2 separate regions of the Mus musculus genome follow, and region 2 is linked to region 1. The links are chromatin contacts, called in public HiChIP or PLAC-seq maps. All regions are on one chromosome and are shown on one strand. Each heading gives the region's core, a stretch centred on a gene start, on an enhancer-like site or on the middle of the called end of the contact. The rest is flanking DNA. Distances are from core to core; before and after follow the strand shown.

Region 1 (7,191 bases), core at 3,204-5,703:
TATTTACCCAACTAACTGAATTACATTGCCAACCATATTACATTTAATCAAAGGGGTTTTTTTTCTTTTTAGTAACTATGTAGATAATTATGATTTCCTCCTTCCCATAAGCTAATGACTAAGTACTGGGGTGTGGCTCAGTGGTAGAGTACTTACCTAGAGTGTGTGACGTTCATCTTATACACTCATATGCACACACACACACACACACACACACACACGGGGTGGGAAGCTGTAGAGATGGCTCTGTTGTTAAGATACTTGTTCTTGCAGAGGTCCCTGGGCTCAATCCCAGCACACACATGGTGAGTCACAACTGTAATTTCAGTTCCAGGGGACACAATGCTCCTTTCTGACCAGCTTGGGCAGTAGGTAGACACAGATGTACATCTAAATGTGCAGACAAAGCACAAGCATAAAATTAAAAAATATATATGTATTCTTTAGAGAGACCCCTGTCACTTGCAGTGTAGCATATCCCTGTTTTCCAAAATGCCCTCAGCTCTTGTTGCTATAGTTAGATTTTTCTGCTATTATTCAAAGATGGACTGTTGTTTTCTTAGGGTAACCTTCATGGAGTTGAAGCATCTTTTTCTCCCTGTGCTTTTAAGAACTCGGGTTCCTCCACTTTTAAAACTTTCATAGGATCTCCTTATGACTTAAAGCCCAGTGTGTGGGAGCAGAGAAATAAGAATTCTTTATTATACTAGTCTCTCTAGACTCCAGATCTTATTCTACGTAAGTTTCTTTGTGTGTGTGTGTCCATGCATGTGTGTCCGTGTGTGTGTTTGTGCGCATGTGTGCATGTGTATGTGTGTGCACGTGCATGTGTGCATATATGTGTGCATGTCTGTGTGCATGCATGTATGTGTATGTGCATGTGCATTTGTGTGTCTGTGCATGTGTGTGTCCATGTGTGTGTCCATGTGTGTGTGTCCATGTGTATGTGTTTGTGCACATGTGTGCATGTGTGTGCACGTGCATATGTGTGTCTGTGTGTGTGCATGTATGTGTGTGTGTCTGTGCATGTGTCCACCGTGCACGTGTATGTGTGTGTGAGTCTGTGTGTGTAGTGTGTCACTGAGACATCTTGTCAGTCCCACCATATTTATTGAGACAGAATCTCTCACTGAACCTAGAGCTAGTTGACATGGCTAGAATGGCAGAGAGTTAGCCACAGGGTCTCTCTCTCTCCTCTCTCCTCTCTCCTCTCTCCTCTCTCCTCTCTCCTCTCTCCTCTCTCCTCTCTCCTCTCTCCTCTCTCCTTTCTCCTCCTCTCTCCTTTCTCCTCCTCTCTCCTCTCTCCTCTCTCCTCTCTCCTCTCTCCTCTCTCCTCTCTCCTCTCTCCTCTCTCCTCTCTCCTCTCTCCTCTCTCCTCTCTCCTCTCTCCTCTCTCCTCTCTCCTCTCTCCTCTCTCCTCTCTCCTCTCTCCTCTCTCCTCTCTCCTCTCTCCTCTCTCCTGTCCCCTCTCTCCTGTCCCCTCTCTCCTGTCCCCTCTCCTCCCCTCTCCCCTCCCCCCCCCCCCTCTCTCTCTCTCTCTCTCTCTCTCTCTCATCTCTTCCTCCCAGTGCTGGGATTACAGGCACATGTCACCATTTTTAATGTGGGCTCTAGGGATTTTTTAACTTGAGTCCTCATGCTTGCCCAGCAAGTATGTTATTAATTGAGCCATCTCCCCAGCCTCCTAGTTCTTTCTCTTCTGATGGCAGGTTTCTGCTCATTTGTCATTTCCCAGAAAGCCACTTTACCCTGCTCCTCTGGTTTTTCTAGACTGAGAGAGTGGAAGTCATCTTCTGGATTCTGTCCCACTTCCTATTTCTGTGTCACTTCACACTTTCATACTTCTGGCTTTCCATATTATTCTAAATCCTTTCTAACCATGTACATATCTTGGGGGCTTAAGATTTCGCTGGAGAGCTTACACATGATTGCACTGATTTTCCTGGGTTTTTCAATATAGCGTTCTTATTGTTCCCTGCTGGGAGGCATGTGACATCCGCACCTTCTTGTGCTCCTCAGCCACCTGCAGTGCTTGCTATTGCCACCAACATCTTAGCATGTAAAGCCTTTCTATATTTAGAACTAATTCTTTGGGTTAGATTTTCTGGACCAACAGGGTGTTTTTGTTGTTTTTTTTTTTTTTTTTAAGGTCAGTGTACATTCCAGAAGAGTTGTCCCAATTGACATTTGAACCAGGAAGGGGTTTGTTTATTTACTTATTCAATTTGCACTTCTGGGGATGGTACCAAGACCCTCTTGCTAGGCAGGGGCTCTACCACTGAGCCACACCCCAGCCCCTCACTGGGGGATTCTAGGCAGATGCCATACTACTGATCCAAACTCACAGCTCTCTTTTTACCTTTCATTTTACAATAGCATCACTCTAACCTGCTCAGGCTGGCCTTCAACTCACCCTATAACTAGACTAACCTCAACTTTTGATCCTCCTGCTTCATCCTCTCATGAAGAAGAAGACATTAAAATGGGATCTAGTCTTGTCCCCTTCATTGACAAAATATATCCCCAACTACTTCCTGTCCCTGCCTGATTTCATGTCTTGACTCCATCTCTCTCTCTCTCTCTCTCCCTCTCTCTCTCTCTCTCTCTCTCTCTCCCACTCTCTCTCCTTCACTCTTTCCTTCTCTCCTTTCCTTCCTCCTTTAGTTCCATGGTGGGGTAGGAGTAAGGGCAGGGTCTCTGTAGCCCAGGCTGGCCTCAACCTGCCTGCACTTTCCAAGTGCTGGGATAACAGACATGAGGCACCACACGTAGTTTAAATAGTACTGAGCTACAATCATACCCCCAGAGCTGTAGACTATGCAAAGCCTTGGGGGCTTGCACATTGACATTGTTATAACTCACTGGAGCCTCCAACAGGTCACCTCTGTGGCTTACAGAGTTGTGAAAGAAGGTCAGGGGGCACACACTGTTCCCTGGTATGTATGGTAATACACACCTGTCATTCCAACACTCTAGAGGCTGAGGCACAAGAACCCTGAATCCTAGACCAACCTGAACTACGGTAAGAAGAGACCATTAAAAAAAAACAGACACTTCTAGGAACTTTGCTCTGTGAGAGAGAGGCTAGCAAGATGACAAGAAAGCCCCCAGGCATGGGTAGAACCAAGCAGGCTTCCACGAAGAAGTGGGAATGCAGGCAAGAGGAGGGGTATCCAGACAAATGCATCTCTCTGTGCCTCGGTCCTGAAGACTCCTGGCCCCCATTAACAGGTCCCAGTTTGTAAGGACTTAGGGTACTGTTCCCACTTAATTCCTGGTCTTATCTTTATGGCCCCCATGGGGCATGTGGCCAGGACCAGGGTCAGAATAGGCCCTACTGAAGCAATCAGTGCCAGCCCCAGATTGTCGCAGATCACCTAGAGCTCCAGGAGACTAAGCCTGGCAAGAATCGTGAAGGGACTGAGAAGTGAGGACGGCCAGCTAAGACACCAAACCTTCCTGTATGCTAGACTGTCAGATACTGTAACCTGAGAGTGGAGAGAAGTGGGCAAAGACAAGTGGAGTGTGAATGGGTAGAGGCAGCGCTTATGCTGAAAGCCACGGTCCAGCATAGGATGAGTCCACGCCGTCGGGGAGTGGTAGTGTGGGGGAAACAAGCATGGGAGTGGGAGGCGGGGCAGAGAGGCAGGGCTGGTGTGAAGGCTGTGGGAGGGGCCATGGGGGCGTGGCACAGGGAAGTGATGGGGCGGAGCTAGCAGGTAGTGAATAAGAAGTCATGTATGAGGGCTAGAGGTGAGGCCAGGTAGGTGGGACGAAGTGGGCCCAGAGGAGGAGAGTGGAGCATGTGGGAATAATGGGGGTGGAACTAGGCAAATGAAGTAGGAGCAGGGGAAGAGGGGGATGGAAGAAGGGCCCAGCACGCATCAAGGGAAGCGGGGAAGGAATAGGGGTGAAGAAAGAATAGAGGTGAGGCTAGGGCCAGCGGAGAGGAAGGCAGGGAAAGGGGGCAGGCTCTGTGGTCTGGGTTGGGGCTGGCTAAGGGCACAGAAGGAACGAGGGTGAAGACAGCAAAGAGGCTTGGGGGCATTAGAGTGGGCAGTTCAGAGGCGGAGCCAGAGGCGGGGTCATATAGAGTGAGTGGAGCATAGGTAAAGAAAATGGGGCGGGGAATATGGTAAAGACTGGGTAGGGCCAGGGGCGGAGAGCGCAGGTAGAGATTGGGCGGAGTGTATAGGAGAGAAAGAGGGGTTTAGGGGCGGATTTATACAGAGTGGATGTAGCGTGGGCAGGGAGACTGGGAGACTGAGTGGCCGTAGGCCCCACTGGAGGCCGGACCTGGGTGGAGCCCTGTGGAGTGGGCGGGGTGTGAGGGGCGGGGCCACGAGGGTGGGCGGGGCATCTGGATGGTGAAAAGTGTGGTTGGAGGCGGGACTTGGGCGGAGTCACGCGGTGGGCGGAGCTAGGAGGGCGGAGCTAGGAGGGCGGGCGGGGCGTGGGCCGGGCTAGCTCGCTGCAGCTGCTGCGCCCCCAGCACGCGCTCACGGACCCGGGCCCGCGGACCGGGACACCGAGCAGGACGCCCGCCGCGCCCGGTCCCAAGCCTCGAGAAGCGGGGCACAGCGCAAAGGGTCCGGGCGCGGGCGGCAGGCAGGCAGCGAGGATCCCAGCCTGGGGCCGCCCGAGGTGAGTGTCGCCACGGAGGTGGCAGGGAGACGCCGGCGGGGACCTGTCGGAGCCTTTGTCTGCGGCGCGCGGCCCCAGTCGCGCCGCCTCTCCCTTCCGCCCTCCCAGGCACCGGATGGTTGCCGCACCCCTTGTCCGGGGAGGATGGGTACCCTCGCACAGTGCAAGATCCCCTGCATCCGAGCTGCGAGGGCGGGACGCAGGCTCTAGAAGGGGACAGACGCGGGTGGCCTTGGCCGAGCCGGATCACGGCATTATGTCCTCCCTTGGTCACACCTCAGGGGACCTTGCACCTGAAGTTCCTTCCGGACCCATCTCCTTCCATCACGCCCTTCTGCCCAGCCAGCTTCCTTCTAGTTTTGAAAAAGGTTATGACAGAGGCGGGGCCTGGGCACTGGGTCACGACCTCCGAGTTGCCCCTGAAGTCTCTCTTTGCTGGTGGCCCTGTGGGCCGGGGTCCAAGTTTGATACTGCTAGTGCTTCCTGCGGAAGAAACATCAAGGTCTGCTAGTGTCCGGACTGTGCAGGAACCTAAAGCATGGAGAGAGATGGGCCTGGGCTACCCCTCTGCCCTGCGGGCATCCCAGGCCTTGACCAGTCTGTGGCATTGATGTTACAGTCATCTGTCCCCTGGCACTCAGAGGAGCTGCCCAAAGTAGCTCAAAACCCACAATCCTGCAGCGGGGAGTGGAGCCTTAGGATGCTGAGGGAGACTCCCTAAACAACGTCTGGGCACGGGACAGGGGCATCCAAGGGCATCTTAGTAAACAAGACTTGTGGCTGGAGCCAGAAGTTCAAGGCCCGAGGAGGTTGAGCAGGCTGGCTTTCCAAGTGAAATGTAATTTTTCTGCCTCTTCTGCCGACTGCACATGTGGGGCAAGCAGCCTGAGAGACAATCCCTACAGCATCTGAGAGAGGCCAGTGGTGGTCAGCCGGGTCAGGGTTCAGTTAGAGCTGTCTGGCTGTGGGTTTGGCCCTCCTCTGCCTTTTTGGTTATCTCTTCTTCAGACTGGTGTTGTGTGCCTAGTTTTACAGGACTACTGAGAGCTCGGAGCCCTCTTTGACCCACAGGGTACTTAGGGGTGGCTTGCATCACTATTAAAACGCCAAGTGTGCGTAGCTAAATTTTTCCTAGCAACCACCCAGTCCCTCTTTGTGAAGTACTCTCTCACCCTCTAGGTGGGTGTTTGGTGCCAAGGATGGTCTGAAAACTAAATAAATGTCCTGTATCATCCACAATGCTTTCGTGACAAGCACTGAGGGGTCCGAAGTCAGGAGCATGGAGAAGAGCTTCCCTTCCAATGTCTATCTGTATGCCCTTGAATTTTAATTAAAGTGGATGTAGGAGAGGAGGGACCTGAGACCCTGGATGTTGCATGTTGGGGGCTGGGAAAGGAGAGAGATGAAAGCCATGGGGACAGTGTAGGTGGCAGCTGCCCGCCACGCTGACTGAGCCAGAGCAAGCAGCCTGGCAGGATGCCGAACACGTCCGCCTTCCCGGATGGTGTGGCCTCAGCCAGGCAGAAACCTCTCACGCTGTCTGGGAGACTGCATCATGGGAACCCCTACTGAAGAGGAGCCGGGTGTCCTCCAGGACTGAGCTTCCGTTCCAGGTGGACCAGGGGACACTGAATGGCGTTCCAACAGTGCCCCCCTTCCCCAGCCCCTCCTGTCTAAGGTTGGCAGGCAGTAGTCTGACCCGGTAACTCTAAGCCTTCACTAACCCAGACTCTTTGGAGATCAGGGATCTGCATGCCGAGTGACCGACAAGACTGGGGTTGTACCCAATGTCACTGTCACTCAAGCCCAGGCCAGCTATGCCTTAAACCCTTCTAAGCCTCTCCCGAATCCAGATAGGACCAGAGTGACGGGAGGGGAGCTTCACCTTCCTTCCTAGCACTCAGAGACAAGTTTCCTGCCTCTTGTCCACTGACCATGAGTCCTGGATCATTACCGATCGGTGTAGAGTTCCTTAGGTCCCAGATCTTAAGTATGCTGCAGGCTCCAAGGCTCCAAGGAGAGCACATCTCAGTCTCTGACCCGAACACCACTCTGTCAAGAGTTAGAGGATGCAGAGATGACATACCCAGGAGCAGGATTTCCTAACTGCCGGGAAGATCTCACCTGGGGATCTGGATAAGAGGTAAACTGAGGTAGCAGAGCTGCAGAAATGAAGACCTGGTAAAGAAATGAAAGCAGGTGGCTGTGGCACAGGGCACACTGGTGACACAGGTCCAGAAGTGATCAGTGTACTTCTTAAAGGTGGCATCTTTTAGAGGTGGGGCCTCCAGCTTCTTCCATGGCTTCTCTCACATGTGCTTGGTGAGAAAGACAGGCTGTCTCTGTCCGTGGTCTGGGTCCACCGGTCAAATGTTATCATCACTATGCACGTTGCATGCTCTAGGAAGAGTGTGCATCTTCTCATTATCACATAAAAATTGGAACAGAGTTTGAAAATTCATCTGACAAAAGTTAAAGGAAGAAAAGTGAGGCACTCCATGCACACGGGGCATTGCCCAGGCACAGATTCCCTTCCCTTCAAAATAA
Region 2 (7,191 bases), core at 2,836-5,335, 350 kb after region 1:
CAAGAGTACTAAAGAACTGCAAATAGGTCTGCAGATCAAACAACACAGCTATATAGCCAGAGCTACGTCACCAATGACTTCCCCCAACAATTCAATGAGGAGAGCAAAATGGGAATTTACCGGTGCCACAGGAAGATAGTATCTTTTTGTTTGTTTTTTAAAAGACAGAGTCTCACTATGTAGCTCCTGCAACTATCTATGTAGACCAGGCTGGCCTCCAACTCAGAGATTCATCTGCTTCCACCTCCTGAGTGCTGGGATTAAAGAAATGAAGCACTATACCTAGCTGGAAGCCAGGATCTTAAAGATACCGAGTAGAGCAGGAAGACTGGGAACAACGAGGAGTAGTGTCAGCCATCTCTTAAGGAACTGGTTAAGTCACCAAGCCATCAATCTTCATTCCTCTTCAGGAGTTGCTGCAACCCTTGCCTTTGGTCAGGGAAGAACTAAGTGTAGCTGAAATTCGAGGTGCCAGGGAAGGTCATTCAAACACAGGCAACAGGACCTCAGCCAGTCCTTACCAAGGGTTCTGAACATTTAGTGACATGACTTGGGGCAAATAAGCTCCAGAATAGTGTGGTATGGAACAAAAAGTATGTGGTCAGCTCAAGAGGTGGATAGGTGATGGTGGACACTGACATAAATGCAATATAATTCATTCATATATTGATAATAAGTTACTGAGGATGCTGGTGCACCACGGGAAACTTGGCAAGGGGCTCCAGCAACAGGAAAGCTGATCAGGGAGTCCTTGAGAGTAGTCTTCCTGCTGCCTGTTCTGGAGTCTAAGTGTTCATGAGATAAGTGTTTGATAAGGACTGTATTCTGGAGCTATGGCAATGGACCACAAAGACCCTGGAATCAAGCAAGCAAGATGGAACATTCTTACTATGGAATCTGCTGAGGGAATGTACTGTTTCAGGAAGTGGGAGGGGGAGAAAGGAGGAGGCACAGGTGTACATACACTACTGACAGAAGGCCTTTAGTAGCCTGCTAGCATTTTCCATATAACTGTTCTCATGGGAGTAAGGACAGTTTTAGAACTGCCCATGCTAGGACTGACTCCAGTAGGCAGGATAGCATGCTTGGATGAAAAAGCCAGCCCCACTCTAGCAACTTGGGAACCTTCAGATCAGTCTTTCTGTAGAGCAGCCAGTCAGGCCGGTTAGCAAGGTGGTTTCACAGTCCCCACAAGAAATGGGGACCTTGTGCAGGTCTCCAAATTTTCTTATCTTCAGTTTTTAAATCAAACTGCTATCAGATGATAATAAGTAAGTAAGTAAGTAAGTAAGTAAGTAAGTAAGTAAGACTGGTCCTGTCATTTCTGTGGTCAAGACCCTTGATGTTGGTTACAGGAAGCTGTACATTCTTCATTAGGGCATACCACCCATTCCCACAATGACTGAAGTTTCCATCCCCAGAATTGTTCTCTACCATGTCCTTTTGTTCTGAAGGCTCTTAACAGTCTCTACCCTGCTCTCAAGGGCCTTTAAGTTTCACAGGGTCACTGCTGTGGGGGTTCTTGTATGTACCAGAGTTAGGGTTACTTCATCTGGAGCCTCTGCAAAGAACACGGTCTATGTCTGTTCAGATGGGGCAGAGCTAGTGTACACCTCTCTCTGGAGTTTGAGGCCTATTCTATAGAGTTCAGTGGAACCCCTAACACAGTTTGAAACTAAAGTTTCTGAAATGCTGGCTTCTCCACAAAACTGTTGTCTTCTCTGGATCACCAAAAGCTACAACGCGGCTTTCAGGTGAACTGCCCTAATGCTTCTTTCTTCTTCAGCCCTGACACCACATCTACCAGCCGGCTCCTCCTCTCCCTTCCCTACATTCATCTCAGATCCCCTATTTGTGCCCAGGTCAGAAGCCAGCATCACTTTAGACCTGGTTGCCATGGCAACCCTGTACTGTAATCTTCCCCAAAGGAATCTCTGTGATCCTAGTCAGGTCCTAGCCTTTCTTGACACTATCAACCTTAGATTTTTGAAGAAATATTCTAACAGTTTGAAAAACAGACTGAAGATACACAAGAACATGTAACACCACCATCAGGAAAAACAAAATCTTAGTACAATTAGCACAAAAATTAAATAGGAAAATGTTGTATGTGTCTGGTTAATAATACATGTAGTTGCATACATAAAACACTTAACCACTGTAACTTTCTGAATGAATGTGTGCAAAGAAATTCTCTAATATTACTTTAAGTGTGCATTTAATCTAGAACCTTGGTATTCCCATCAAATGGTCTAGAATAATACAACAGAATAGCAGTAGAAAAGACCTGAGCTTGTCATGAGGACAAAGTTGATAGTCAACATATGTTTTTTTATTGCTAAGCAGTTCCTAACCTATTAGCTATCACTCAGAGAAGAAACAAACAAGAGACTGCATTCTATCTCCTGCAGGGGACTGAGATCTGCACTGCTTGTATTTACAGACAGTGCCATTCTGTCACAGTTAGGTCAGATGAGAAGGCAGACCAGGCTGATGTGAGGATAAGTAGACTGAGACATGAGCAGAACACAGAGGCAACACTGAAGCTGGTCCTGGGCTCTGGCACAGCACATGCGCCTGCAGCTGGGTTTTGTGGAAGACTTTTTTGTGAAAGAAAGAGGACTACTAGGGACTAAGAGGTACCAACTGTGCTTTTCAAGGCCCTGGGCAGTATAACTTCCCAGAGTTTCTAGACCAAGGCTGGCTGATGGATGGGCAGCAGATGAACTCACCTGCCCATGTAGTCTCCAGTCCATAGCTAGTGCTTTTCTCCCCCTCTGGAAAGGGAAAGGCACTGTGCAGCTATCTTAGCAGCAGCAACAGCACTTGCTTCAATGGGCATCCAAGGTTGTTGAAGGCACCTCATGAATGGAAAGTAAAACAACTAAAACTTCTGTGGCTCCTGCCCTCTAGTAAACTGAATGATAAATATCATTATTCCTGAGGTAGACACAGGAGGACACAGTAAAACAACCACTTTATTAGACCTTTGTTGTTATTGAGGCAGGGTCTTACTGTGAAGTTCTGACAGCCCAAGAACTCTTAGACCTTGCTGGCCTCAAATTCAAAAAGATTCTCTCCAGAGGGCTGGGATTAAAAATTCCTGATGTGGGTTTTCTGAATACACATGCTCAAACACATTCTCTAAGTCAGGTAACTTATTTAGTTCTCCAAGAGGAAAAAGGCTTGGGTACACAGGCAAGTTTGTGAAGGGTTGAGGATTCTTTACCACACAGGCCTTAGGGCAACTAGATAGGGCGTGGGGTTGAACAGGGCAAATGTTCAGCAACTATGGCCTGTTTTTCCCAAGCACAGGTCTCCAAGTGACAAGTGACCTGAGGTCTCTCATGGGTTGTGAGTCACAACTCTGGACAGCACTGGCTCTCAAGTCACAGTGGACTTGGCAGGAGCCAAATCAGGCAAGAGCAGTGGACCTTCAGCTGCTTTGTTTCCTGTGGTCACAACCACCACACACACATGGATAGTTAAAGACAGAAATGAGCTGGGAAAAAATTTGCCCCTTCTCTATGCCCTCAGGACTCTGACTACATGGACTAAAGAGAGTCTTTGGAAGAGCAGGGGGTTGGCCTTAACTGTCAAGTTGACAGAGTCTAGAACTATCTGGGAGATGGGCCTCTGGACATGACTGTGGGGGATTATCTTGAGATATTGAGACCCATCTATTGTGGGTGGCACTAGGCTGGAGACCTAGAAAAAGAGCTGACCAGCAGCAAGCGTTCATCATGCTCAGCTTTCTAAACACAAAGCGAACACATCCTTCAAGCTCTAGCCACCCTGCCTCACCCACCATGATAACTGACCCTTGAACTGCAAGCAGACAAACCCTTTTTTGCATTGGGATTATATTTTATCACAGCAACAGGGAAAGAAGACACAGGGCTAGAGAAACTGCTCTGCTGCCCACTTCCCCAGGGCCAGGGCTTGCACACTAAGCACTGAAGCTGTAGCAAACAGCACTGAGAGAGGAACCCCATGAAGGCAGACAGAGACAAAGAGATGCTAAAAGCTGGAGGGGAGGGGCACTGAGGGGAAGCAAGAAGCCCAAAGCTGAGCCTGTCACAAGTCATGCTTCCTCCCCTTTCCTCTTACACTCCATCCAAATGGCAAGTCACCAAGGCTGCAAATGCCTATCTCAGGAGTAATTAAATCAAATGAATCTCAGGAGAAGAGCTTTAAATATTCAAAGCCCCATTAATCCTCATGCCTTGTAATTAAATATGCATGCTAAGAAGACCTGGACAAAAGCAAAAACACTTTCAAAATGTGCATTTTAAAAATCTGTAGCATTAGCATGTATTTCTGTCCTGACCTTGTGGAAACTATGTAAAAAATTCCATGAAGCATACACTGTAGAAATGGAGAGAAGAATGCAGATACAATCTTGGCCCATACTGAGCTTTAAAAATGTGCCTGAATAAACAGTTTTCTCCTCTCTCCCTCTCTCTCTCTCTCTGTAAGCCTAATTCCAGGGCCTAACTTGAGTAAGGCAAGTGACTGACTGCTGAGTCACACCTCAGCCTGCAAAGACTTACTTTTAAGGACTTAGAGATTTGAACTTGCAAATAATGACCCCTTTTCCTTCTTGCAATGTGACCTGGACCCAGCACCTTGGAAACTTCTTGTTTCTGCAGTTGAGCTCCTCTCACTTGAGTCCTGTTAAGCTCAGTGACTTCTCAGCCCTCGGGGCCTACCTTCTATGTGACAGTCAGCATGAGAGAAGACTGCTCCAACACAGCATCCTGGAGGAGAGCAGTAAGATGGCCAGCCTTCCCTTGCAGGAATAGTGTGTGCCTGAAAACCCCCAGGGAGACTTGGATTGCCACAAGCTCTCTGGTCTCTTTCCAGAGCCCAGAGCCCTGAGGAGGGATAGATGGAATAGGAAGGAATGGCACTCCTGTTTCTCTGGTGAGGAAGTCAGGGTGAATGTTCTGTTGATGACCACATAGTTCAGTTTTTGAATGTCTTTCCAATGAGCAGGAGTTGCTGCTGGGAACTACCAGAGCCATGGGCAGGCAGAGTCACCTACTGAGTGTTCCAGTGACAATTCTACTTCACTGCTCTGTTCTTTTTTTTTTTTTTTTAATTGGGTATTTATTTCGTTTACATTTCCAATGCTATCCCAAAAGTCCCTCACACGCTCCCCCACCTACTCCTCTACCCACCCACTCCCACTTCTTGGCCCTGGCGTTCCCCTGTACTGAGGCATATAAAGTTTGCAATGACCAATGGGCCTCTCTTTCCACTGATGGCCGACTAGGCCATCTTCTGATTGATATGCAGCTAGAGTCACGAGCTCTGAAGGGGTATTGGTTAGTTCATATTGTTGTTCCACCTATAGGATTGCAGATCCCTTCAGCTCCTTGGGTACTTTCTCTAGCTCCTCCATTGGGGGCCCTGTTATAAATCCAATAGCTGACTGTGAGCATCCACTTCTGTGTTTGCCAGGCCCCGGCATAGTCTCACAAGAGACAGCCTTCACTGCTCTGTTAGAATCATTCACTTATTTAGAATACAAGAGAAAGGTTTTTGGAAACTTGCCAGAGCAGCCATCAGACGCAGTGCTATTTGCAGCAACGGACTGTTTCCTACAGAAGGTCTTAAAGATGAAAGCACAGGCCCTGACCAGCCCAACTGGATTCATTGTCATGGTCAATTGATTGTGCCTGTCAGGAACGCCAGGTTCTAAATTAAAAGCTAAAAATTAAGGAATATGTGAAATTTCTAGACATTAAAGAGTTCACAGGCAGCTATCTCTGAAGCAAAGACAGTCTTGAAGGACCCTTTTCCTAGCACCACGGAGTTAAGTGACACTGAAGTATTTCTAGTATAACCCCACTGCTCTTTCCAAGATTCTGAACTAAGCAGATACAGAGAAAATGATCCCAGATGTGAGGTGTCCCAGACCCAGGAAAATCAAACACACCGCCTATCCACCCACCCAGAAAGTAGCTCATCAAGAAAAGGGATAAAAGACTCTATTTGCATTTTCAAGGATGTGAAAGTGAAAGTACTGAAAGAATTAGGAACCCCTTTCCCCAACCAGGCTTTCTCTGTGCAGCTCAGCTGTCCTAAACCTCGCTGGGAACGCTAAGATTATAAGCATGTGTCATAATACCCAGCTTATTCAGTGCTGTAAACCAGAAACCCAGGATTCCATCCATGCTAGGCAAGTACTGAGCTGCATCTAACTGGAAGCCATTTTGCTAAGGGTTTGAGGATTTGCGCCGATCATGAAGAATGGCTTAGAATTCTGTACCAACACAGCAGTAACGCCTGTCACAGTCAATACACCTTCCTGTTTCCTAGAGGAAAGGAGCCAACCTGAAGATGAGAGCATGGCTTAGCACAGCACACTCCCACTGACATCACAGACACTATAGCTGGCTGGTGGGGACAACAGGCCTTTTGTTTTTAGAAGCACAGACTGGGTGAAGTTGAAAGCACTTCCAGCAATGTTTACTCTTCTTTTAATTATTAGTTGCCTGAGGGAAAAATATATAATACAAGTGTGATTTAACAGTAAATGACGCTGAAGTGAACTCACTGCATACTGTATCACACACTCAAGTACTTATGAGCCACAAAGAAAAAAGGAGGAGGGAGCTATCCTTCATTTCATTCTAGGAAGAACAAGGGGAGAGATGGTCAGCCAAACTGAATCCCCCTTTTTTAAAGATTTATTTATTTATTTTATGTATGATGAATACACTGTAGCTGTCTTCAGACACACCAGAAGAGGGCATCAGGTCCCATTACAGATGGTTGTGAGCCACCATGTGGGTGCTGGGAATTGAACTCAGGACCTCAGAACCGCTGAGACATCTCTCTAGCCACCACCACCCCCAATTGATTTTTTTTTAAATCTCTACTAACATATGTACATGCCAAGAAGGTGGACACTCTTGTCTCAAGCCATCCTTTAGCTACTGAATTCCTTATAGGAAAATAAAAAGCTATGCCTCGACATTCAGAAAGAGGGAATGGAGCAGGAAGCTCACACACTGCATTCCATGTCTTGCTCTGAGCCTTTAACAGAGGCTCCCATGTAACAGACTCCCATGCGTCTTGTGTTTTCTGGAATGGGATATAAAATTGTATTGATGACTAACAGTAATTCTACGTATCTCACTTTATTATCAATGAGAGGGTTGCTTTAGATAACTATGACAC

The links. HiChIP or PLAC-seq counts read pairs in DNA pulled down with a chosen protein or histone mark.
Region 2: an H3K4me3 HiChIP or PLAC-seq map of embryonic forebrain shows a contact between it and region 1, with 3 times the contacts expected there. The contact joins the enhancer-like site here to the promoter of Slc29a4 in region 1. A contact is called at or near these places in 6 of 39 promoter capture datasets (the C10 cell line, cranial neural crest, embryonic stem cells and 3 more), 1 of 15 datasets of contacts at CTCF or cohesin (large pre-B cells), 1 of 484 Hi-C or Micro-C datasets (female germline stem cells), 3 of 115 datasets of contacts at active chromatin or transcription factors (embryonic basal ganglia, embryonic forebrain and pancreatic cancer cells) and 1 of 9 other capture datasets (embryonic stem cells).

Annotation. Positions count from the first base shown.
Region 1 is chr5:142,697,648-142,704,838 of GRCm38.p6, forward strand. Slc29a4 (solute carrier family 29 (nucleoside transporters), member 4) reads left to right here and starts at 4,454. Exons shown (of 11, transcript NM_146257.2): 1 at 4,454-4,644.
Region 2 is chr5:143,044,381-143,051,571 of GRCm38.p6, forward strand. The region is part of intron 13 of Rnf216 (ring finger protein 216); the gene reads right to left. Gm43380 (a long non-coding RNA gene) reads left to right here. Exons shown (of 3, transcript XR_003955828.1): 2 at 1-7,191. Among named protein-coding and RNA genes, the nearest start is that of Gm43380, 9.0 kb to the left of the region's middle. Within about 2 kb of position 4,086, at least 145 of the 459 cell types and tissues checked have an H3K27ac peak or open chromatin away from gene starts, as enhancers often do. A contact at or near this core is called in embryonic basal ganglia, embryonic forebrain, female germline stem cells and 1 more, where this site is marked.